7 separate regions of the Mus musculus genome follow, and regions 1, 2, 3, 4, 6 and 7 are each linked to region 5. Evidence: chromatin contacts called from public ChIA-PET and HiChIP or PLAC-seq data. All regions are on one chromosome and are shown on one strand. The core of a region is the stretch at or near the end of the contact, and the rest is flanking DNA. Distances in the headings are between cores, read along the strand shown. Region 1 holds the start of Olfr373 (olfactory receptor 373). Region 2 holds the start of Cyp4f18 (cytochrome P450, family 4, subfamily f, polypeptide 18). Region 3 holds the start of Fam32a (family with sequence similarity 32, member A). Region 4 holds the start of Hsh2d (hematopoietic SH2 domain containing). Region 5 holds the start of Fcho1 (FCH domain only 1). Region 6 holds the start of Ocel1 (occludin/ELL domain containing 1). Region 7 has its middle 18 kb from the start of Olfr372.

Evidence for each region. ChIA-PET counts read pairs in DNA pulled down with a chosen protein or histone mark. HiChIP or PLAC-seq counts read pairs in DNA pulled down with a chosen protein or histone mark.
Region 1: a contact with region 5 is called in an H3K4me3 HiChIP or PLAC-seq map of pro-B cells, with 6 times the contacts expected there. The contact joins the promoter of Olfr373 here to the promoter of Fcho1 in region 5. A contact is called at or near these places in 4 of 39 promoter capture datasets (the C10 cell line, the HPC-7 cell line, embryonic stem cells and 1 more), 1 of 484 Hi-C or Micro-C datasets (differentiating embryonic stem cells), 3 of 115 datasets of contacts at active chromatin or transcription factors (the 230-238 cell line, pro-B cells and stem cell-derived neural progenitor cells) and 3 of 9 other capture datasets (liver, macrophages and pancreatic islet).
Region 2: a contact with region 5 is called in an H3K27ac HiChIP or PLAC-seq map of acute myeloid leukemia, with 4 times the contacts expected there. The contact joins the promoter of Cyp4f18 here to the promoter of Fcho1 in region 5. A contact is called at or near these places in 2 of 39 promoter capture datasets (embryonic stem cells and hippocampal neurons), 6 of 484 Hi-C or Micro-C datasets (the HL-1 cell line, adipose-derived mesenchymal stem cells, bone marrow-derived macrophages and 3 more), 10 of 115 datasets of contacts at active chromatin or transcription factors (the 230-238 cell line, acute myeloid leukemia, bone marrow-derived macrophages and 6 more) and 4 of 9 other capture datasets (adipose tissue, liver, macrophages and 1 more).
Region 3: an H3K4me3 HiChIP or PLAC-seq map of the 230-238 cell line shows a contact between it and region 5, with 14 times the contacts expected there. The contact joins the promoter of Fam32a here to the promoter of Fcho1 in region 5. A contact is called at or near these places in 6 of 39 promoter capture datasets (the C10 cell line, Sertoli cells, cranial neural crest and 2 more), 1 of 15 datasets of contacts at CTCF or cohesin (stem cell-derived epiblast-like cells), 2 of 484 Hi-C or Micro-C datasets (embryonic stem cells and nephron progenitors), 14 of 115 datasets of contacts at active chromatin or transcription factors (the 230-238 cell line, DN3 thymocytes, the HPC-7 cell line and 9 more) and 3 of 9 other capture datasets (adipose tissue, embryonic stem cells and pancreatic islet).
Region 4: a contact with region 5 is called in an H3K27ac HiChIP or PLAC-seq map of embryonic stem cells, with 4 times the contacts expected there. The contact joins the promoter of Hsh2d here to the promoter of Fcho1 in region 5. A contact is called at or near these places in 3 of 39 promoter capture datasets (cranial neural crest, maxillary cranial neural crest and pre-B cells), 1 of 15 datasets of contacts at CTCF or cohesin (the NIH/3T3 cell line), 2 of 115 datasets of contacts at active chromatin or transcription factors (embryonic hindbrain and embryonic stem cells) and 3 of 9 other capture datasets (adipose tissue, embryonic stem cells and liver).
Region 6: an RNA polymerase II ChIA-PET map of memory CD8 T cells shows a contact between it and region 5, with 215 read pairs. The contact joins the promoter of Ocel1 here to the promoter of Fcho1 in region 5. A contact is called at or near these places in 6 of 484 Hi-C or Micro-C datasets (B cells, erythroblasts, natural killer cells and 2 more), 5 of 115 datasets of contacts at active chromatin or transcription factors (bone marrow-derived macrophages, double positive thymocytes, memory CD8 T cells and 2 more) and 3 of 9 other capture datasets (adipose tissue, macrophages and pancreatic islet).
Region 7: an H3K4me3 HiChIP or PLAC-seq map of pro-B cells shows a contact between it and region 5, with 7 times the contacts expected there. The contact joins the enhancer-like site here to the promoter of Fcho1 in region 5. A contact is called at or near these places in 2 of 484 Hi-C or Micro-C datasets (embryonic fibroblasts and rod photoreceptor), 6 of 115 datasets of contacts at active chromatin or transcription factors (the 230-238 cell line, CD8 T cells, bone marrow-derived macrophages and 2 more) and 2 of 9 other capture datasets (adipose tissue and embryonic stem cells).

What each region holds. Positions count from the first base shown.
Region 1 is chr8:72,098,505-72,101,557 of GRCm38.p6, forward strand. It overlaps Olfr373 (olfactory receptor 373), which reads left to right and starts at 1,258. Exons shown (of 1, transcript NM_146539.2): 1 at 1,258-2,202. The coding sequence starts at 1,258. The coding sequence ends at 2,202.
Region 2 is chr8:72,008,144-72,011,593 of GRCm38.p6, forward strand. It overlaps Cyp4f18 (cytochrome P450, family 4, subfamily f, polypeptide 18), which reads right to left and starts at 1,483. Exons shown (of 13, transcript NM_024444.2): 1 at 1,436-1,483; 2 at 901-1,099. The coding sequence starts at 1,098. Gm51535 (a long non-coding RNA gene) reads left to right here. Exons shown (of 3, transcript XR_003947403.1): 1 at 1-508; 2 at 1,541-1,635; 3 at 1,865-3,450.
Region 3 is chr8:72,218,148-72,221,244 of GRCm38.p6, forward strand. It overlaps Fam32a (family with sequence similarity 32, member A), which reads left to right and starts at 1,598. Exons shown (of 4, transcript NM_026455.5): 1 at 1,598-1,713; 2 at 1,794-1,935. The coding sequence starts at 1,640.
Region 4 is chr8:72,188,353-72,191,564 of GRCm38.p6, forward strand. Hsh2d (hematopoietic SH2 domain containing) reads left to right here and starts at 1,316. Exons shown (of 6, transcript NM_197944.1): 1 at 1,316-1,335.
Region 5 is chr8:71,724,390-71,727,366 of GRCm38.p6, forward strand. Fcho1 (FCH domain only 1) reads right to left here and starts at 1,292. Exons shown (of 28, transcript NM_028715.3): 1 at 1,244-1,292.
Region 6 is chr8:71,369,873-71,372,864 of GRCm38.p6, forward strand. Ocel1 (occludin/ELL domain containing 1) reads left to right here and starts at 1,426. Exons shown (of 4, transcript NM_029865.2): 1 at 1,426-2,113; 2 at 2,596-2,761; 3 at 2,877-2,930. The coding sequence starts at 1,803.
Region 7 is chr8:72,038,238-72,041,419 of GRCm38.p6, forward strand. No RefSeq gene overlaps it. Among named protein-coding and RNA genes, the nearest start is that of Olfr372, 18 kb to the right of the region's middle. Within about 2 kb of position 1,619, at least 2 of the 459 cell types and tissues checked have an H3K27ac peak or open chromatin away from gene starts, as enhancers often do. A contact at or near this core is called in pro-B cells, where this site is marked.

The DNA.
Region 1 (3,053 bases), core at 8-2,507, 370 kb after region 5:
AACAAGCATGCTGACAGATGCTTATGATCCCAGCTCTGTAGAGGCGGAGGCTCCCCAGCCACTTGGCTTGCTAAGCAGCCAGCCTAGCCTTCCTTGCATGCTCCAAGCTAGGGAGATACCTGCCTCAAAAATGAAGATAGACAGTACAGCACCTAAGGAACAGCACCAAAGACCAACATCTAGCCTACACACACACTCAGACACACACACACACACACACACACATACATACATACATACACACACGTACATACATACATACATACATACATGTACATACATAGAGACACATACACATAGACACACACAGAGATATACACACATAAACATCATACACATATACATACATACAAGCACACATATACAAACAACAAGAAAGAAAATCAAAACAAACTAAAGAAAAAAACAATGAAAACAAAACAAAAATTATCAATCAAATGTGCACAAACAAACATGCAGTATGTTTGAGTTGAACAACTACTTCATACACACATATATTCAAACATACACACATATACATACAAAGAAAACCATATACATACAAACAAATATATGCACACACAAACACACACATGCATACACACGTACATACCTATGTACATACACATAGAGATACACACACTCAAAAGAAACCTAACAGTCAGATATTGTGTCTCCCTGCAAACACACCCACAAACAGTCCATCCCAAATATCCATTCCTTACTGTTCTTGATTTTCAGATCTCTCTGCCAAGGATATGGAAAAAGTCTTTCTTCACAGTCCCAGACATTTCTTGATCGACCTTCATCCTTGTGTGTCATCTTGATCTCTTCAAAGTCCCACACCTGCACCAGGGTGTATGGGGAGCTGTGTGCTCTGTTCTTTCACCAGAGCTGTCCTATGCTCTCTAGCTTAACCACAGACTTCAACTGTAGATGCTGGCTGGTTGCACTTGCCTGAGAGATATCAGAAATAGAACACCAGGGTAGAATTCTCCTTGCTCTGATAACTTGAGGATTTCAAGCAAGGATCCTCCCCTGAGCCAGGCCTGCAGCTCCTCCTGCAGCCCCTCCTCCAGCCACTCCAGCCCCTCCTCCAGCTCCTCCTCCAGCCCCTCCTTCAGCTCCTCCTCCAGCTCCTCCTCCGGCCGCTCACTGGTAGGAGCCTGGATTTATTCATACGTTTTTATAGGAGGCCACCAAACAGTTGCAATGTGATGTAAAATTATCCCAGTGGGACCCTACCGAATCTTCTGTAGACAGTGATGCGCCTGGGGGATGGGGACTTCAAATGTGTCATCAAATTCAGATTTCATCCTCATGGGGCTCTTCAGCTACACAGGGCCCCATCTTGTCCTGTTCTTCCTCATGGCCACCGTGTTCATCATTGGCCTGCTAGGCAACACCACCCTGCTTTTTCTGATTGCCACAGACTCCAGGCTCCACACACCCATGTACTTCCTGCTCAGCCAACTCTCACTTCTGGATGTCGGCTTCCCACTGGTTACCATCCCCAAAGTGGTGGCTGAGTTCCTGCAAGGACAGAATGTCATAAGCTTTGGGGGATGTGCCACTCAGATGTTCTTCCTCATGCTCATGGGTGTCTCTGAGGGTGTCCTTCTGTCCCTCATGTCTTATGACCGCTACGTGGCCGTATGCCACCCCCTGCACTACCAGGTGCTCATGAGAAACCAAGTGTGTCTGGTGATGGTGGGTGCATCCTGGTTCTCAGGTGCCTTGGTGGCCTCCATCCTGACCTCCATCACCCTGCAGTTCCCCTACTGTGCCTCACACACCGTGGACCACTTCTTCTGTGAGATGCCAGCTCTCCTCAAGCTGTCATGTGCAGACACATCAGCCTATGAGTTGGCGCTCTCCATCTCTGGGGTGCTGATCTTACTGCTACCCCTGTCTCTCATCTTCATTTCCTACGGCCACGTTCTGGGAGCTGTCCTGCTCATGCGGTCAGCTGAAGCTAGACACAAGGCTTTCACCACGTGCTCCTCACATGTGACTGTAGTGGGTCTCTTTTTTGGGGCAGCTGTATTCATATACATGGTCCCAGGCAGCTACCACAGCCCAAAACAGGATAATGTGGTATCCCTCTTCTACAGCCTCATCACCCCTACCCTCAACCCCCTCATCTACAGCTTGAGAAACAGAGAAGTTCGAATGTCCTTGGTCAAGTTCATGGGCAGGTCTGACTTCAAGGTGAAGGGATGATGTCCTTTGATCCTGATTTTCCCTAGGAGCCTTCTTGTGGCTGTGCGCATGCAAGGTTCGAGGCAACTGGCCAGCTGCCTCCTCCAGGATGCACTTCTCATTTCCGTGTGCATTTGTAAAAAACTAGAAATTATACCCTAGCTTGGGGTGGATGCCTGTCTTCCCTGCACTAGCACAAGGGAGACCAAGGCAGGAAGGTTACCTCAGGCTTTCAGCCAGCATGGGATACATAACAAGACCTTGCCTCAAAAACAAAACAAAACAAACAAATAAACAAACAAAAAACAAAAAAACTTTTTAAATAGGGGAAGGGCAGATGGTTTGGTTGTTTAGAGCACCTGCTGCCCTTCCAGAAAACCTAAGTTTGGTTCCCTGCACCCATGTCTCACAACTGTTTGTAACTCTAGCTCAAGGAGAGCTAATGCCCTCCTCTGGTCTCCTTGGGCACCCACACACATATGGCATATACACAGAGTTATAGAATAAATGTTTTGTAAATTATTTAAATAAGAGGGCAGGTTTTCTAGACTGGACATGTTGGAACATGCCTATCATTGGGGAGGTAGAGGCAGGAGGATCAAGATTTCACAGTTGGCCTTCAGAGATGCCTGCTGCCCTTAAGTGCTTGCTGCATAAGCCAGAGATGTGGGTTCAGATTCCCAGAGCCACATGCAATATCAGTCTCCAAAGGCACAGACAGGATCCCGGCAGGATGGCTAGCTAGACTAGCCACCTCTGAGTTTTACTGAGAGACCTTGACTCAAAGGATAAGATGACTTCAGCCTTCAGCCTCCACATATGCATGCACCCACACATGCAAAAAAAATGCATACACACATGAAAGAAGAGAA
Region 2 (3,450 bases), core at 233-2,732, 280 kb after region 5:
GGTGCCCACCTGGGATAAATAGACTTGTTCACATCTCCCAGGAGAGTTAACAAGACACCATGTGGTCTCTGGTTCTTCCTGTGAGGGAGGACAACCACATCTGCGGAACTTGGCCTTGGCAGACCCCAAGGCAGCAAAGGTGACCTCTAAGTCTCCATCAGGGTGACCACTCTCACTTGTCCTCTGCTGACATCAGGCTCTGGCAGAATCTCTATGGCCCTCTGTACACCTGGCACTGTGCCACTTAAAAGAAAGCAAATGTCTCCAAATCACACAGAGGGAAAACCAGATGGAAGTCTATGCTCAAAGTGTGCTGTGGAGGATGGGTTCTGAGAAGGCTTCCAAAAGAGGAAGTGAGAGGCTAGATCATATCTAGATTGAGCAACATAACTCACTGGTACATCTCAGTGGAGAAGCCAGACATAAGAGGAAGACGCTGAAGAATGGGGAGTTAGGAAATCAGCCCTCAGAGCTCCCCTGGACCGTCTATGCCCCTGGGTGTGTCTGGGTAAGGATTGTAGGTCATTTCTGTGACCAGTGGGAAGCCAGAGATGAGCTGAAAACAAATGGTATAGTGGAGATTGGCTCTGGTCTCCCCTCAGGAGACCTCAAGTCTAGCACAACAGAACCTGGGAACACCAAGGTCCTTACTCTGTTGGAGTAAGCCTTGCTGGAAGCCCTGCAGCATGCCCACATCTGCAGAGAAAACAGGCTGGAGAAGTACTCAGAGAAGACTCCGTGTGGGAAAGGCTCAGGACAGTGCATCTGTAAATGATTGCACTTTGAATTCTGCTGTTCTAGTCCAGCACACCTCTGTGCCCAGCTCCCTGGGCTCTATTCAAGGCTCTTCACAATTCCTTTTACCCTGAAACCCCAGACCCACCTTATTACCACACTCACCAGGCCTAGGTGTCCCAAGATCCAGTTTCGTTTGGGAGGCTGTGGGAAACAGCGGAGGCGAAGAGAGTTCTCAAAAACACCATAAATCGGTGTAAGGATGTAAGCCAGAAGGCAGGAGGCCCCAGCCAGCAACAGCAACAGCCATGGAGAGGCTGCTGTGTGGCCCAGGCCCATCCAGGACATGCTCAGCTGTGACATCCTGCAGGGCAAATGCACACAGGATGAAATCCTGGGGCATGGAAGAGGGACAGTGTGGTCTAGGGCAAAGGACAGGGATAGGGAATTAGAGAGTTGGGGATAATGCCTGGGGAGGAAGGGAGACCCAGGGCAATCTATGGGAGGAGGCAAGGAGGGGAGAAGAGGGGAAGAAAGGGGAAGAGAAGGAGATAGAGAGAGAGGAAATGAAAGAGGATGGAGGAAAGGGGTTGATTAGAGTCTAAACCATGGACTATTAGCCAGAAATCAACATCTGCTTCTGACTTCCTGTCCTGCCCCAGCCTAGGACCTCTCAGCCCCAATGGCCCTAGTCTGGTACCTTCTCTCAGGAGCACTGTGTTTCCCAGGTCTGTCTCTCCCCTTCTCTGACTCCTGACCAGGGGCACCTAGAGAAGTCTAGGCTAGACCAGCCAATCCCTTGCAGGCCCAGCTGCCTCTCCCTGCCTGGATAGGTGGCCATCATGTGGGGGCGGAGCCAATTTGAAGCAGAGCAAGACTGCACTGTCAGAGTCACAAAGAGTGAGTACCAGGTCCTCGGGACTTCACACCCCTTGTGTAAGGACTTTGGAGGAAGCGGTGGATGGTTTCATGAAGATAAAATACCAAAAAGAGGGTGTGAGAAAACAGGCTGGTCACCACTGTGGGACTCTGCTCTTGGTAAGAGTGTGAGGAAAGTGCTGTAGCTCCTCTCCCTAAATTATGCCTCCTGTGCCCTGGCTAGTCTACATAAACTGTCTGCTTTCTTCAGGTGCCCAGGATCCTCACACAGCCTGTAAGCAGTCTGGACCAGAATCCCGAGTGTCAACAGAAGAACAAACTGAAACTCAGAGAGGGCAAGCATCTAAGCCAAGTTGCACAGCCCAAAACAATCTTAGGTTTGTCAGACCCTAAAGCCCAAAGCTTTTTCCCTCTACAATGTTGTCTCACCCTACTGAGAACAGTTCCCTCTCAAGAGAGGGGCATTGACAGTGCTGGGATCTCAAGGCATGAGGTGGTTCCATACCAGAAGCACCCTGAAACATTGTTAATGGCCATCTGTTTTTCCTCCTATACCCAGTATACTCTTCCCAGCAGACTGCCTATTCACTTCCTGGCCTCCTGAGATTGCTCTGTAGGTATTGAAGAGCTGGCTCCAAATACAGCTGCTGAGAAAGAAGATGAGTAAGAGATAACTCCCTCTACATCCTCAGTGCCTCCTCCAGCCAGACAGCCAGGATGTCAGGTGGCTAGAGCCCTCAATAGAGTCACAGTGTCCTATGCCTGTCATCCAAACACTTGAGAGGCTGAGAAAAGAATGTAGTTCAAGGCCCACTTGGGCTACAGTGAAAGCCTCCACCATCATTCCAACTCTCTTCTGGCCTCCTTGAGTACCCACACTCACATGTACATATCCACACAAAGACACGAACATACATACACACAATTTAAAATAAAAATCATGGTGATTCATATCTTAGTCACTGTTCTATTGCTGTGAAGAGACACCATGGCCAAGACAATTCTTAGAAAAGAAATCATTTAATTGGGGCTGGCTTACAGTTTCAGAGGTTCAGTCCATTGTCATCATGGTGGAAACATGGCAGCACACATAGCAGTGGAGCAATAGCTGAGAGCTTTACATCCTGGCCCACAGATAGGCAAGCAGAGAGAGAATGGACCTAGCATGGGCTTTTGAAACCTCAAAGCCTCCGTGACAGACTTCCTCCAACAAGGACAAACTCCCTAATGATGACAATACTTTCAAACAGTTCCACTTCTGGGGGTCTGTGATGGCTATTTCTGGTTGTCAACTTGACTATATCTGGAACTACAATCCAGAAATGGAGGGTACATCTATGATCCAAATCTTGAGACATAGTGGCCATGAAAAGTGTAGGCCCAGGCAAAGTGGCACATGCCTTTAAACCCAGGAGACAGAGGCAAGCAGATCTCTGAGTTCAAGGCCATTCTGGGACAGAGCAAGTCCCAAGTAAAGAACAGCTTAGGTCCAGGCATCGTGGTACACACCTTTAATCTGAGACATACCTTCTTCAGGAGGCCTGCATAAGGACAATGGGAAAAAGTAAGGGTTCCTTTTTCTTTGCCTGCCTGCACTTACTTGCCAGCGCATCTGCTGGAACCTACTTCTTCAGGAGTCCAGCCTATACAGAAGACCGGCCTACACACATAGCCTTGTGGGACTGAGCAACTACTAGACTCTTGGACTTCCCATTCACAGTTGCCCATTGTTGGGGTTGTTGTATTATGCCAGGAAATGTTCGTGAACCCCCAAAAGACCACCAAGGAGCCATATCCAATGCAATCGCGTTAGGATTTCTTTATTAAAGTTTGAGC
Region 3 (3,097 bases), core at 348-2,847, 490 kb after region 5:
ATCTCAAATGATCTGGATTAAAATTGGATCTTCCCATTTTAAATGATTTACTTAGAAAAAAATCAACACTTTTATTGAGTTTTATTTAATTCAAGATGTAGTCAAGCTGTAAACCAAGAATAGCCATCAGATATAGAATAATAAGTGAGCCTGGTGTAGTGGCTCAGGCTTAACATCCAGAACTAAGGGAGTCACAAGCTTCGGGGCTGTGTAAGGAGAGCCTCGCACACAGAGAGAGCCTCTCACAGAACAGCAGTAGGGGCCTGATTCCCTGGACACACAGTGGAAGGAGCAAAGCAGCTCCCACAGTTGTGCTCTGACCTCTACTTGCTCTACACAGCACACAAATAAATAAATGTAACCTCCCCACTCCCCAAAATTGCTATAGAAAAAAAAAAATCCCAGCACATCTGTGATCCCAGTAGTTGGGAAGTAAGGTTGCTGGGCATGGTGGCACGCACCTTTAAACTCAGCCCTTGGGAGGCAGAGGCAGGTGGATATCCCTGAATTCACAACAGCATAGCCTACATAAGGAGTACAAGGACAGCCAAGGCTACACAGTGAGACCCTGTCTCAAAACAAACAAACAACCAAAAAGACAGTTTAATCATCTGCTACATAGCAAGCCTGTCCTCTATAAAACATCAACAAGACAAGCTAGGGCAGTGGCACACACCTGCAGTTCCAGTTTTCTGCATGCTCAGTCAGAACTGCAGCAAGCTAGAGGTCAGAGCAGTCTACACAGCAAATTCCACGTTTATCAGACTCATTTAGTGTCATGACACTTCTGCCCTCAAACTCACAGAAAAATAATTGTGACCATTGAGATGACTCAGCAGACAAAGGATCTTCGTCTATAAATATGACCACATCAGTCTGATTCCCAGGAACCCACAGCATAAGGCCTGAGAGTACTGCAAAGTGTCCTCTGTACTCCACGTGTGCTCTGGCACGTGTGTACACACACTCACATACACGTATACAGGTAACTAACTTTTAATGTAATTTTAAAGATTTATTCTTTCTTTTTTTTTTTAAGATTTATTTATTATTATATGTAAGTACATTGTAGCTGTCTTCAGACACACCAGAAGAGGGAGTCAGATCTTGTTACGGATGGTTGTGAGCCACCATGTGGTTGCTGGGATTTGAACTCTGGACCTTCGGAAGAGCAGTCGGGTGCTCTTACCCACTGAGCCATCTCACCAGCCCCAGATTTATTCTTTCTTATTACTTATTTCGAGACACAGTCTTTAGTTCTGGCTGACCTGAAGTCACTACATAAAACACGCTGAATCCAGAGATCCAGAGATCCTCCTGTCTCTGTCTCTGGAGTTCTGGGTAATTGTAATTTTCTAAATTGGAAAAAAAGTAATTAAGTAAATAATGCCACAAAGCAAAAGTGGATGCCCATAAAGTCAGAAATGGACGCCCAAATACGAAGTGTGTCTTTAGGCGAGCTATGTTGTTGGACAGTTGCCAAGACTACCCGAGACCGGAAGTGTGCACTTACTCTGAACCCTGAGGACGCGTGCGTCCTAGCTGACCAATCAGAAGGAAGCGAGGAGGGTTTCGGCCGGAAGTACTGTATGCAAACAGGAAGTGTGGCGGAGTTCCCGGGGCACGGCTTGCGAGCGCTATGGAGGCCTACGAGCAAGTCCAGAAGGGCCCCCTGAAGCTGAAAGGCGTGGCAGAGCTCGGCGTGACAAAGCGGTGAGGCCCGGGAGCCCGCGGTCTGTCCCTGAGGGCCGACCCCCAGCTCCGGCCCCTCTTACCGTCCCCCTCTCTCTCAGGAAGAAGAAGAAGAAAGACAAAGACAAGGCCAAGATGCTGGAGGCCATGGGGACGAGCAAGAAGAGCGAGGAGGAGAAAAGGCGCTGCCTGGACAAGCGCACGCCGGCGCAGGCAGCCTTCGAAAAGATGCAGGAGAAGCGGGTGAGGCAGGGGCAGAACAGGCCGGCTCCAACTGCCCGTGTAGCCCAGGCCTTCTCCCAACTCCTGGTAGCCTGGTAGCCCTGCCTAAAGTGGTCTTCTTGTGAACTGGGAAGACAGATGTCATCAGCTCTTAATGCTAGCCAAGTTCATTGTTCTTAAGTTACCACAAAGTCTGTTTCCATGACAACTCGCTTTCCTAGCTTCAAATGTACTTTTGTTATTTGAAGGTTGTGTGTGTGTGTGGATGGAACCCAGGCTCTTCTGTAACTCTCTATGTAGGCTGCAGTTGGCCCTGAACTACTGCCTCAGCTTTTTAGTTCCTGGAGAGGCTAGCATGGCCCACAAGGCCATACTAGTTATTTTGGGTGTTTGTTTGTTTGTTTAGTTTGCTTTGAGACAGGTTTCTTTATGTAGCCTTGGTTGTCCTGGCACTATCTCTGTAGACTTGAACTTCTAGGATGCAGTGTTACAATGTGATATCCCTGTTGAGAAAACCCAGGAAGGCACCTTCTCCATCTAACAAAGGGCATCAATTATGTATTGGAACTCCCACAGAGTTTCTGGGATGTGTGGGTCACCTTGCTGTCTCCCAGCCAATTGTGTTCTCTGGTCTGGTATAGCCTGTACTTCAGTGGAGTGTTTTGTTTTGTTTTTTTGCCTCTGCAATTGAATAACGACATGGGCTGGCTGGCTACGGTCTTGTGGCCCTTCTGGGCACCCTAATTGGACAACTTGATACAAACTAGAGTCCCCTAGGGTCTGCCACCCCTTCCTGCTGTCGTTGGTAGCTCTGGTCCTGAGTGGAAGACTTTATTTATTATGTATGCAGTGTTCTGCCTGCATATATGCCTGCAAACCAGAAGAGGGCACCAGGCCTCATTATAGATGGTTGTGAGCCACCATGTGGGCTGGGACTTGAACTCAGGACCTCTAAGAGAGCAGTCAGTGCTCTTAACCTCTGAGCCATCTCTCCAGCCCTGGGTGGAAGACCGTTGGAAATTTTTATTTATGTGTATGAGTGTGTTGTCTTCTTGTGCTGTGCTGCCAGAGGGGGAGCCGAAGGCAATGCAGCTTGGACTGTTGGAGCACACGCTCAGGCATGGTGCCTCCTCAGGCTCCTTTGGGGTACTATGAGACCTGTAGTGGGGTATGTGAGATAGGC
Region 4 (3,212 bases), core at 66-2,565, 460 kb after region 5:
CACTGGGTGCAGAGGCAAGAAGGGGTGGGCCAGGAAGCTTACAGCCAAGTCAGCTATGCCTGTTAGGTACAGGGACACATCACCCAGGACCCAGAGTGTGCACATACATTGTAGTTCATTTTAAAATCAGAAGAAAAATCAGGCATGGACTGGGTCTGCAGCTCAGTTGGCAGGGTACTCACATATGGTGAAAGAACTCCTGGGTCCCATCCCAGTATCGCAGAAAATACAGACACCTCTATGATCCCAGCACCCAGGAGATAGAGACAGGAAGAGCAGAGATGCAACATCATCCTCAGTGTTCTGTGGATTCCAGGCCAGCCAGGATGCTGTGAGATCCTGTTTTAGAAAAATAAAAAACAGAAGGGAGAAAAAAACCAGAATAAGATAGATGGACTCTATGGTTTACTCCAGTTTGTTTTGTTTGTTTGTTTGTTTGCTTGCTTGCTTGCTTTCTTGCTTTGGTTTAGTTTGGATATTGAGTTTGAATGTCCCTATGTTAGCCCAGGCTAGCCTGGAACCCCAAATCCTCCTGCCTCAGGCTACTGAGTACTGCAACTACAGACCCAAGCCATCTTGCTTTGATGTTGGCCTAGAGGGCAACATGACTGTAGAATGATATTTCAAATGAGTTTTGCAAAGGAAGGTATGATAGGTGTTGTGTGTGCAGCAAGTCTGTCCTTTCATGTCTCCTTCATGTCTGGGGCATATGCAGTTCCCTGTCCTGTATATGCATACTGTTCCTGTATCCTGTCCCCCCCAAGCAGCCTCTCCTACTTGTTGCCTTTCACTCTCTGATTGCCATATGCCCATTTCCTGACCTATGACTACTTCAAGGTTGCTGTTAAGAGGCTGGGAATCTAGCTCAGTAGGTAGAGTGCTTGTAGCTCAGTAGGTAAAGTGATTGTAGCTCACTTAGCAAGCATGAAGCCCTGGGTTCCATCCCCAGCAATGCATAATCTTGGCATGATGGTAAACCCTGAGGTCGAGGCAAGAGTCTACTTCAGCACCCCAATTGGGGTGCATAAAGCTGTATCTCAAGGGGGAAAAAAACTAGAAGAATACCAATATTGGGAAGCAGGGCGGCAGCTGTCTCAGCGATTCCATAGAGTTGGTAGAGAGTAAGTACTGAGCAAGGCTTGGCAAGAACAACTCCAGCCTCAGACTCAAGCCTTGAGAGTTATTCTGGTCCCACCCTGTTCACCTGCTGGAGGAAACAGGAACTGACTGAGGCTCCTGGCCCTGCCCCTCTGACGTGTGGACCCTGAACCGAAACTTAAACTCCAGCTCAAGCCAGCTCAAGAGCCCTTCGGAACACAACCCAAGCTGTCCAAGGTATGCATCCTACATCCTGCACCCTGCATCCAGAATCCTGGCATCCCTGCATCCCAACATGCCCCAGCTTCAGAGGCTCTGGGACTTCAGCACTGGGTGTAGTGGTGCTAGAAGATGAGAGAAGGGTTTACCAGAGGAGGAAAGCATTGCAAGGGCTAAACTCTGGCATGGCTCTCCACACAAGTCATTGCAGCGCTTTGGAGGCCGAGGCAGGCTGTACACGTTTGAGGCTGGTTTCAGCTAGCTACATGGTGAGACCTGATTCATAGAAACCAAGTGTTCCAAGAAAACCACGAGGGGAAGGCAGAGAGAGGTAAAGCCCCTCCGGCCCCACGGGGTTTTACTGGAGCTGCCAGAGAAAGGAAGGAATTTAACTGAGAAGCTCCGGGAGAGGGTGGGACTGTGGCCAGGGTTTTGTTTGAGCAGGGGAGGCAGGGAAGCTGGCTGGAGGAAGGGACATTTGTATTGAGTCTTGAAAGACTTGTAGGAGTGTTCTGAAGTAGAAAGAGAATAAACATTGAGACCTTTCTGTGTAGCATGTAGCTGGGTTCAGCTGTACTTTAGAGACACGTGTATCTGCTTCATGATGGTGCTACACTCTGGGAGACATGTTGGTAGGTGATAGCCTGGACAGGATTGTCTGTTGCACTCCTGGAGGCCTAGACTCCAATGTGCTTGAACACGGTCAGAACTAGAGCACTGTGGCAAACATGTGCCTGTCTCTGCCTGTGAAGCACAGTGAATAATGAAATAAAAAGGGGAAGTAAACTGAAGTGGGTGGTGCACTCCAGAGGCAGAGGCAGAGGCAGGGGGATCTCTGAGTTCAAGGCCAGCCTGGTCTATAGAGCAAGTTCCCCGGACAGCCAGGGCTTTACAAAGAAAACCCGTCTTGAAAAAAAACAAAGACAAAAAAAAAAAAAAAAAAAAAGAAGAGAAAGGAGGCAGTGGGAGACCCTCCTAGGGACGTTGTCTAGTCACACTCGGCAAGGCAGCCAACCTTCATTCAAAGACTGTTTCAATCCATACAGTGAAGAGTAAGTGAGGAAGAGCCAGTGTCAGCTGCAGGCCTACACACACAGCTGCACACACACGTGTCTGTACACATGGTCACCCCCCCCATACACATTCAAAATTTTTAAATATTAGAATGAGGCTGGAGAGTCGGCAGTTAAGAGTGTACACTGCTCTTGCAGAGTTGCTGAGTTTAGTTCCCAGTGCCTGCATAAGCTTAATGGCCCCTGTAAATCTGGCTCCAGGGATCCAACGCCCTCTTCTGGCCTCCAGTAGTACCTGCATACACATGGCTATTACACTCACACACATTCTCACACACAGAGAGGCACACACATACACATAAATAAAAATTAAAATCTTTTTTGAAAACAAAAAGCAATTAAATAAATAAAAACCAGATATTAGGAGAAATTCAGGTTTTTGTTTTGTTTTGAGACTGGCCTAGAAACGTCTGACCCTTCTGTCTCCTTCTGTAAGTACTAAGATGGCAGATGTACACCACTACATCTGGCTTTTCTTTTTTTTTTAAGATTTATTTATTATTATATGTAAGTACACTGTAGCTGACTTCAGACATACCAGAAGAGGGTGTCAGATCTCATTATAGGTAGTTGTGAGCCACTATGTGGTTGCTAGGATTTGAACTCAGGACCTCTGGAAGAGCAGTCAGTGCTCTTAATCGCTGAGTCATCTCTCCAGCCTCTGGCTTTGCATTTTTAATTCAGGATCTCCCTGTGTATCCTTGGCCAGATTTGAACTCCTGGTAGTTCTGCCTCTACCTCCCAAGTGCCATTACAGGTATGTAGCCATAGCCTGGGGTATATTCCAGCACAGTGTAAACTGGACTTGGTAGAATAGCCCTG
Region 5 (2,977 bases), core at 42-2,541:
ACCACCTCTGATCTTCCTACAGACTTTCAGTCCACTTCACAGAAGGCTCAGTTTAAGTCCAGTCTGGGCACACAAATTTGGGGGTGTCAGGCTTCCTGCCTGGGACTCACCCTACTATCCTGCAAGAGGCAGGGACTAAGACCTGACCTTCCACTTGGGACCCCGCCCAGGAACCAGCCTAGGAACCCTATTGTAGGTGATGGTATGTGGGTCAGGGTGTGACCTGGGCAGCCACATGGGTGGGACCACAGTGACAAAGTCTGGGTCTTGATTGGAGGCCCGTCCATCTTATGGTCAGATAGAAACTGTCCTCTGCTGGCCTTAGGTCTCGCTGCTCCGCCCCAGGCTAGACTGTATCCATCAATCAAAATCATGGTTTGTTTTGTTTATGCTTTTTTAATGAGGCAGAGTCTGTGAATGTAGCCCAGGCTGGCCTCAAGCTGCAGATCTTCCAGCCTCAGCCACCAGAGGATTGTAATGACCACACCAGGCTCAACCCCTTTTAAAGTGCCAAAACCAGAGTGCCCTAACATTTGACTAAAGATTGTGGTCCCCATCTGGAGAAAATGGGGCACAGGTGTTGGGAATTTGAGACAGATAGTCTGGCTTCCTCAACCTCTATATTCTGAGGAGGAGACTAAGGATCAGGGAGGTGCTGTCACCTGCCCAAGGTCACCATGAAGCAGGTCCTGCGACGCTGAGGGCAAGTGGAGGGGCGGCCATCCCCGACCTTCTCTGCACCCCATCCTCATTCACCTAGACTAATTCTGTCCCTTGGAGCAGATGCCGGCTGCCCCCCTAACAGGGCGCGGGAGTCCCTGGTGCAGGCTCCAGGCCTCTCCAGGCCCCGTTCCCCCGGGAGGGGATCCCGCGCTCCATACTCCAGATACCCCGCAATTCCACCACACTCGCCCTACAGAACCCCCACCAGCCTACCAACCCTAGAGCGGGTGCAAAGGAAAGGAGGAGACCCTCGTTCCCAGGCGAGGAAGAGGGGCAGCGAGGGAGGCGGCCCCCAGCTTAGGGCCAGGCTAGAGACCCGGAAGAGGGATTGGGGGTCCTGGGGGGGGTCTCAGCCTCCCAGCCCAGGATTGAGAGATGCCATAGAGTGGCGCCCCGCCTTCTGCAGACGGCACCTGCGCTCGGGCCGGGTCAGGATGGAGGCTGCGTCCCCGCCCCGCACCCCGCCCCCGCGTCCTGCACCCCGCACCCCGCACCGGAGCCCCGCGCCGGGGACACTCACCGCCTCTCGCGGCGCTACCTGCGCGCTCCAGACCCGCGCCCCGCCCTCCCCGCGCGCTGCGGAGCGCGCTGCTGGCCCCGCCATGGGTGTGGTCAGGAGGAGCTCCGCCCCGCGGTGCTTCATAAACCCTGCACTGGTTGGCTGAGCCTGGAAATTCATCCGCAGGCTATTTGCATATTTTAAAGTGACAGGAGAAGCTCCTTGATCTCTGCACCTGTCAAGTCTCTCGGGAGACTGGGAGGGAAAGAGGGGATAGCTTTTATTAAGTACCTACTGCATACATGGCTCTTTGGAGAACCCCTCCGAGGCTGTGAATTAGGTGACATTTAATATTGAGCCTCATTTTACAAACAAAGGAATCAAGGAACATGGCTAGGAGTTGCTTTGGAGGTCATATAGCAACTCTGGTCTATCCATTCATGTGACATGCCATTTATTTATTCAGGCTGTGTGCTGGTGATGAAGCCAGGCTGCCCCAGCATTAAGCAAGAGCCACATGTCCACTCCACTCCCATATGACAACTTCGAGAGACTTAACTCCCCGGCCTGGGCTCCGTTTCTTGTTCAGGGTCACATGGCAGCATGATGATCCTCAGGACTACTGAGCCATCTCTCTCCCTGCCCCAGAAGCACCTCCAAGGAAGTGGGACCACTGGCCTGGGCACAACCAGAAAGCTAAGTGCCCTTCATCTCCAGTACATGCCCCTGCAGCCTTGGACCCCAGACACCTCAGTTTGGGCATTTTCCTGTGGTGGGAATCAAATCCAGGTCCATCCCAGACTGAGGCTGCCCCACTTCTTACTTGAACCATCTACTGCAGCTCTGCCCCAAATGATGCCGGGTTCTGATGGCAACCATACATAGCTAAATACTAGCTTCAGGGCCGGTGAGATGGCTCAGTGGGCAAAGATGCTTGTAGCAAAGCCTGGATTTTTTGAGAGAGTCCTGAAAAGTATCCTCTAACCTGTGGCATGTGCACACTACCAATGAATCAATTAATCAATTTATGCATCAATTCAAACAATAAAGATTAAACATTTAGATAGGCCCCACACCCAGCTGACTGGTGACCATCTGCCACAATTGGTAAGATAGCCCGCTCTCCATTCTCCATGCTGTTCACATTTTTCACATGTCCTTTTGTTGGCCCAAGAGCCCTCGAGTCACCTTTGGGTTCTGGGATTTGAGAATGGTAAGAAAAGCATCTCTCTCTCTCTCTCTCTCTCCCTCCCTCCCTCCCTCCCTCCCTTCCTTCCTCCCTCTCTCTCCTCCCCATATGTGTGTGGATGTGTGCATGCATGCCATTGCTGTGTCCAGAGCTGGAGTAGGGTGGGTTCCAGGGGCTGAAGCAAAGCCATCAGAGTCGGATGGAACAGGTTTTGACCTGTGATCACTGTCACCTGTCATTGACTGGTTCTAGGCAGGTGCTGGTCTAGAACTCAAGACTTCCCAGGCCCTTTCAGGGGTGTGCACCCCCATAGCAGCCCTCATTCTCGACATGACTCAGTCGTATCTCCGTGATGAGGACACAGGAAATGGGAGAAAGTTTCCCCGAATGTGGACTATCAGGAGGAAAAGTGTGATTGTAATTGTGTGTGTGTGTGTACCATTTATACACATATCTCAACTGGTGACTATTTGATGACCGTGTGTCAACATGACACAAGCTAGAGTCATCTAGAGAGGAAGGAGCCTCAGTTGAGATAAAGCTTCATGAGATACAGCTGTGAGGCA
Region 6 (2,992 bases), core at 176-2,675, 350 kb before region 5:
GGCGTAGGGCAGCCTACAATACACAACAAAACCAAGTCTCAAAAACAGGAAGAAAAGTTAAAACCTGCCTGGGAGAGCAGTGGCCACGCAGATCCCCTCCCTAGGGAGGCAGACTGAGTTTAGGGCCAGCCTGGTATACACAGAAAATTATAGGCCAGACAGGGCCACATAGTGGGACCTTGACTCCATCTTCCAAAAATAGCACAAGAAAGGCTTGTCAGGCGGCTCAGTTGGTAAAGACACTTGCCACAAAGCCTGACAGCCTGAGTTCCACCCCAGAGCATGAGCAAAATAAGCAGTAAGAGTTAGGGACAAAAAAGCCAATCAAAAACTATATTTAGCCAGGCACTGGTGGCGCACGCCTTTAATCCCAGCACTTGGGAGGCAGAGGCAGGTAGATTTCTGAGTTCAAGGCCAGCCTGGTCTACAGCGTGAGTTCCAGGACAGCCAGGGCTATACAGAGAAACCCTGTCTCAAACAAACAAACAAAAAACAACAACAAAAACAAAATTAAAAACTAATAAATATATTTGGGCCGGGAGTAGTGGTGCATGCCTTTAATCCCAGCACTTGAGAGGCAGAGGAAGGCAGATTTCTGAGTTTAAGGTCAGCCTGGTCTACAAAGTGAGGACAGCCAGGGCTACACAGAGAAACCCTGTCTCGAAAAACCAAAAAAAAATATATATACATATATATGTGTGTGTGTGTGTATATAAATATAGATAGATAGGCTGGAAAGATGGCTCAGTGGATAAGAGCACCGACTGTTCTTCCGGAGGTCATCAGTTAAATCCCAGCAACCACATGATGGCTCACAACCATCTGTACAGCTACAATATTCTCATATACATGAAATAAATCTTTAAAAATAAATATATTAACTGTAATGGTAACTTCAGGGAGTCTGACATGCACACACACATAGTTAGCATAATAAACGTCACTTCTTAGGGTCTAGGGAGATGACTCAGTGTAAGAGTGTGACTCAAGTATGCAGATCTAGGTTCCAACCCCTAGTACTCTTGTAAAATGGCAGAGGTGGGGAGCAGGAACCTATCAACCCAGTGCTAGGAGGGAGATACAAGCAGATCTACCTGGAGCCCGCTGGCCAGCCAGAATACCTAAACAGGGACCATCAGGTTTCGGAGAAACTGTCAAAAAAAAAAAAGTAGGGCTGTACGACACTCAACGACCTGTATTGGTCTCTGAGTATGTACAAGGTCACACACACACAAAAATAATACAATTGCTAAAGAAAAAAATAAATTGGTAAACAAAAAAAAAAAAGCAGAAAGAAAAGAAAAAAAAAAAACTACCTTATTTTCCCAATAGACTGGGGTAAATGAATAGGCCAAACAGCATAGTGAAGGGCTGATTCCAACCCAGAGAGGAACACGCGCCGCAGGCTCCGCCCACCCTGAGAGCCCCGCCCTAGCGGCCGAGCGCCCGTGCCAACGGCTCCACCCGCAGTTCCTGCACAGCTGCGTTCCCGGCGGCAGGGCCAGACGGGGCTCTGGGACAGGTGACACCGAGTGGGATCCTCGGATAACCACAGGCGGGCGGGGGCTGGAAGCTTTGTGGGCCGTAACCCCGCGAGGCAAGAGGCGAAGGGGTCGTCTCGACTCGGACCCCAGTCGCCCTCCGCTGCTTTGCGCTCTTCCGGTTTCAAGAATGGGGCGGGGCCCGCGCTGCACCGCCAGCCACTCTCGAGCATGACGCCGCGGTGACGTCGCGGCGCCTCGTCAGTGCCCCTTTCCGGGATCCGCACTCTGGGTTGCGCGGCCAGCCAACCGCGCTCGCGTATGCAAATACATGCAGGTCCCGCCTCCAGGCGCGGCCGGCGGGGTCCTCTGGCCAGGCTCTCAGGCCCGGAAGCCACTTGCAATTCGCGCCCTGCCGCCAGGGGGCGCCAGAGAGCTGCAGCCCCACGCATGCCTGCCCCGGAGCGTCCGCGCTCCAGACGGCCGCAGAGCCAGCCCGGGCCGGGAGAGCTCTGCGTGAGGCCCCGGAAGATCGTGTTTGCGGATGAGCTGCGCCCCCGGGAGCCACTGCACCCTGAGAAGCATCCCAGAGATCTGGGACCCCGCCTCAACCCAGTACCTGACTACGAGCTGTGAGTGCCCACTCGTTGTAAGACCAGGTCTGGTCGTCTAGTCCAAGATAGCCCCTACCTTAGTCTCCTGAATTCATCATACCCACGTTCCCTCAGAGCTTCTTAATGCCTGGGAAACAGAAAGGGGCATTGAGGCTGGGGTTTTGATGGGCGAATAAGAGTTTATGAAATTAGGAAACGGAATTGGTGGTAGAAGGCATTTTGATTTGGTGGTCAGCACTGGCAAAGGAAAGCCAATTGCCGGGCCTAGCAGTGGTGACACACGCCTGTAATCCCAGCACTTGGGAGGCAGAGGCAGGCGGATTTCTGAGTTCGAGGCCAGCCTAGTCTATAGAGTAAGTTCCAGGACAGCCAGGGCTACACAGAGAAACCCTGTCTCAAAAAAACCAAAAGAAAAGAAGAAGAAAAGCCAATTGCCATGATGGGTGGAAAGACAGATTTCCCTCTACTTATACACTGACTGACCCCTTCCAACCTGGTAGTAAGTACCCACCAGTGACCAACAGAAGGGACCGGAGCCGCTATGCCGCAGTGTTCCAGGACCAGTATGGCGAGTTCTCGGAGCTCCAGCGGGAGGTGGGGGCCACACAGGCTAAGCTCCAGCAACTGGAGGCCCTGCTGCTGTCGCTGCCCCCGCCACGAAGCCAGGTCAGCCCAGGAACTCCTGTGCCCCAGCTTCCTGCGGCTGTGCAGCTTCTACTGGGTGGCATGCTGTCAGGGTCATGGTGGCCCTTCTGAGCCCCTTCCCACCTTGCCCTTTCAGAAGGAGGCTCGCATGGCAGCTCATGTCAGGAGAGAGTTTGAGAAGAAGCGAGGGGTGAGTGGAGACTCCTGGGGTCACAGATTGGGCTGTGTGTGTGTGGTGCTGTCTTGAGACTG
Region 7 (3,182 bases), core at 369-2,868, 310 kb after region 5:
GGTTATGGGACTATTTAAATTGTTTGCCTGATTTTGATTTAACTTTGGTAAGTGATATCTATCAAGAAAATCATCCTTTTTTAAAAGAATTTCCAGTTTTGTAGAGTGTAAACTTTTGAAATAAGACCTAATAATTTTTTTTTATTTCTTCAGTGTCTGTTGTTATGTCTCCCTTTTCATTTCTGATTTTGTTAATTTGGATATCCCTTTTCTGCATTTTCACTTGTTTGGCTAAGGGTGTGTCTATCTCATTGATTTTTCTCAAAGAACCAGCTCTTTGTTTCATTGATTCTTTGTATTGTTTGCTTTGTTTCTCTTTTATTGACTCAGCCTTGAGTTTATTTCCTGCTCTCTTCTCCTCTTGGATGTGTTTGCTTCCTTTTGTTCTAGAGCTTTCAAATGTGCTCTTCTGTCACTAGCATGTGATCTCACTAATTTCTTTATAAAGGTGCTTAACGCTATGAACTTTCCTCTTAGCACTGCTTCCATCGTGTCCCATAAGTTTGGGAATATTTCGTTTTCATTGAGTCCTAGAAAGTCTTTCATTTCTTTATTTCTTCCCTGACCCAGAGATCATTGAGTAGAAAGGTGTTCAATTTCCATGAGCATGTAAGCTTTCTGTTGTTTCTGTTGTTGTTGAAATCCACCTTCAATCCATGGTAAGATATAATCATGTTGAAATCCACCTTTAATCTGTCTGATAAGATATAATCTTGTATCTGTTAAGGTTTGCTTTGTGACAGAGTATGTGGTCAATTTTGAAGAAGGTCCCATGAGGCGCTGAGAAGAAAGAACATTCTTCTGTGTTTGGATAAATTGTTCTATAGATATCTGTTAGGTCCATTTATTCATTACACCTCCTTGCACTCACTTTGCCAGCACATGCATTAACATTTACTTCTTTGAATTCCAGCTTATACAGAAGACCAGCTAGAATACCCAGCCATGTGGAACTGAGCAACTACTAGATTCTTGGACTTCTCTTCCAGAGATTTTCCATCTCCAGGACTCCCTCAGTGGTTTGTTTTTGTTTTATTGCTTCTATCTCCATTTCCAGGTCTTGAACAGTTTTGTTCATGTCTTTCACTTGTTTGGTTGTATTTTCCTGGATTTACTCATTTCCTCTTTAAGAGCCTCTATCACCTTCATAAGAATGGATTTAAGGTCATTTTTTTTCATGTTTCATCTGTGTTTAAATATCTAGGGCTTGCTGTAGTAGGACACCGGGGCTCCAAGGGTGCCATATTTCCCTGACTTTTGTTGATTTTGTTCTTACAATGGCCTCTGTCATCTGGGTTTAGGAAGGTTATAGATTTAGGTGCTGATTTCAGAGTTTACCCTTATGAGGTGGATTTCTGTGGTGTTTTCCCCTTGGTTTCTGTTTCTTCTCTGGTCTTTTGGCCTGAGTGAACTCAGGTTCTGGTGACCACTGAGTCTTCAGATACAGTAGGACTCTCCATTGAGGTTTTTATGATCAACATTGTCTCTAGAATTCCAAGTACCTGTGTGGCCTCTGGAAAAGCAGAAGTCTTCTGCCAATGTTGTAGGCCAGAATATGGAGACAGGGGAAGGACTACAGTTAGGGACTCTTGGGTGTGCTTTAAGGGAAGTTGGCAGGAAGAGGGCAGTGTCTTAGCTGGAGTCCCTAGTGTATTCAACCTGCTGTCTTATAGAATCTAGAATGACCAGCCCAGATGGCATCACCCACAATGGACTGGGCCCTCCCCCATTGTTCACTAATTGAGAAAGTGCCTTAAAATTGGATCTCATAGAAGCATTTCCCCAACTGGAGCTACTTTTTCTCTGATGACTCTAGCTTGTATCAAGTTGACAAACAAAATCCCAGACAGTACAGGGTCTAAGTTGCCAAGGCTGGCCCTACATTCACTCAGTAGTCCAAGCTGACCTGGAAATTACAATCTTCCTGAATCACCCTCCCAAGTAGCCTATGCCTCCTTATCCAAATTATCTGCTTCTGACACTCGTTTACCCCATCTGAAACATCACTGTCTCCTCATGCTATGCAAACTAGATGGATAAATGAAAGAATAGATCAATAGATAGATAGATAGATAGATAGATAGATAGATAGATAGATAGATGCAAAACATACATACATACACAGAGACAGATGATGGATGTATGATAGACAGGTGATTGATAATAGATACATAGATGATGAATAAATAGATGATTGATAAATAGAAGATAGATGATACATTATTGAGAAATGATACATAGAGATAGGTGATCAACAAATAGTATAAATTATAGATAGGTAATTGACCAATAGATGATAAAATGAAATATGATAGATGACAGAAAGACAGACAGACAATCAGATGTATGCTAAATGGTAGATAGATGAAACATATGTGCAGCCCAGGGCATGGCATGCACTAAGCAAGTGCTCTACCACTGAGAATCAACCGTAGCCTCTAGAAGTTAAGTTCCTGTGCATGTGTGCCCTTAGAAAAATTAAGACAAAGGGGGAAACCAGTTCTCCTAGGCTCTGCTCTCACAAGAAAACAAGTAAAGACTTTAATTTATCGGCTGCCTCTTGTTTTGAGTTAATCATCTAAGTTAACCAGAGCTGAGAGATGAAAATGTTTTCCAAAATCTTTTGGGAGGAATTCCAGTCTCAGGGGCTCTACCTCCCATAACTATTAATTTCCCCCTAAACAAACAAACAAAAAAAATCCTGAGAGATAAAAAAGAGGGTCCTGACGCAATGGCACCCCCAGGGGCTCTACCTTCAGGGAGCATTTTTAATGACTTCTCAGAGCAAATGAGTAATTTTAACAGAGAAGCTGGTCTCTGAGGTTTGTCAGGAAGACATTCTAGAACAAAGTGTGGAAAATGTGTGTATCGATCTGGGCAGGTAGGAGGCTGGCCAGGGACTTGGAGACTCCTGGGTATCTCTGTAAGAAGAGAAAGGACTCTGTGTCTATACTCAGTTTCACGAATGGGCCAGGTTTGAGGATACACAGGCATTTGCAGGGGTGAGTCTCAGTTGATTTGTTTGTGTTAGGTGTGCATGAGTGTGTGCATGCATTGTACCCACGTGAAGGTCAGAGGGTAACGTGCAAGAATTAGTTCTCTCCTTTGGGTCCCGGGATTGAACTCAGGTCATCAGGCTTGACATCAAGCCCCCTTTACCACTAAGCCATCTCCTTAGTCCT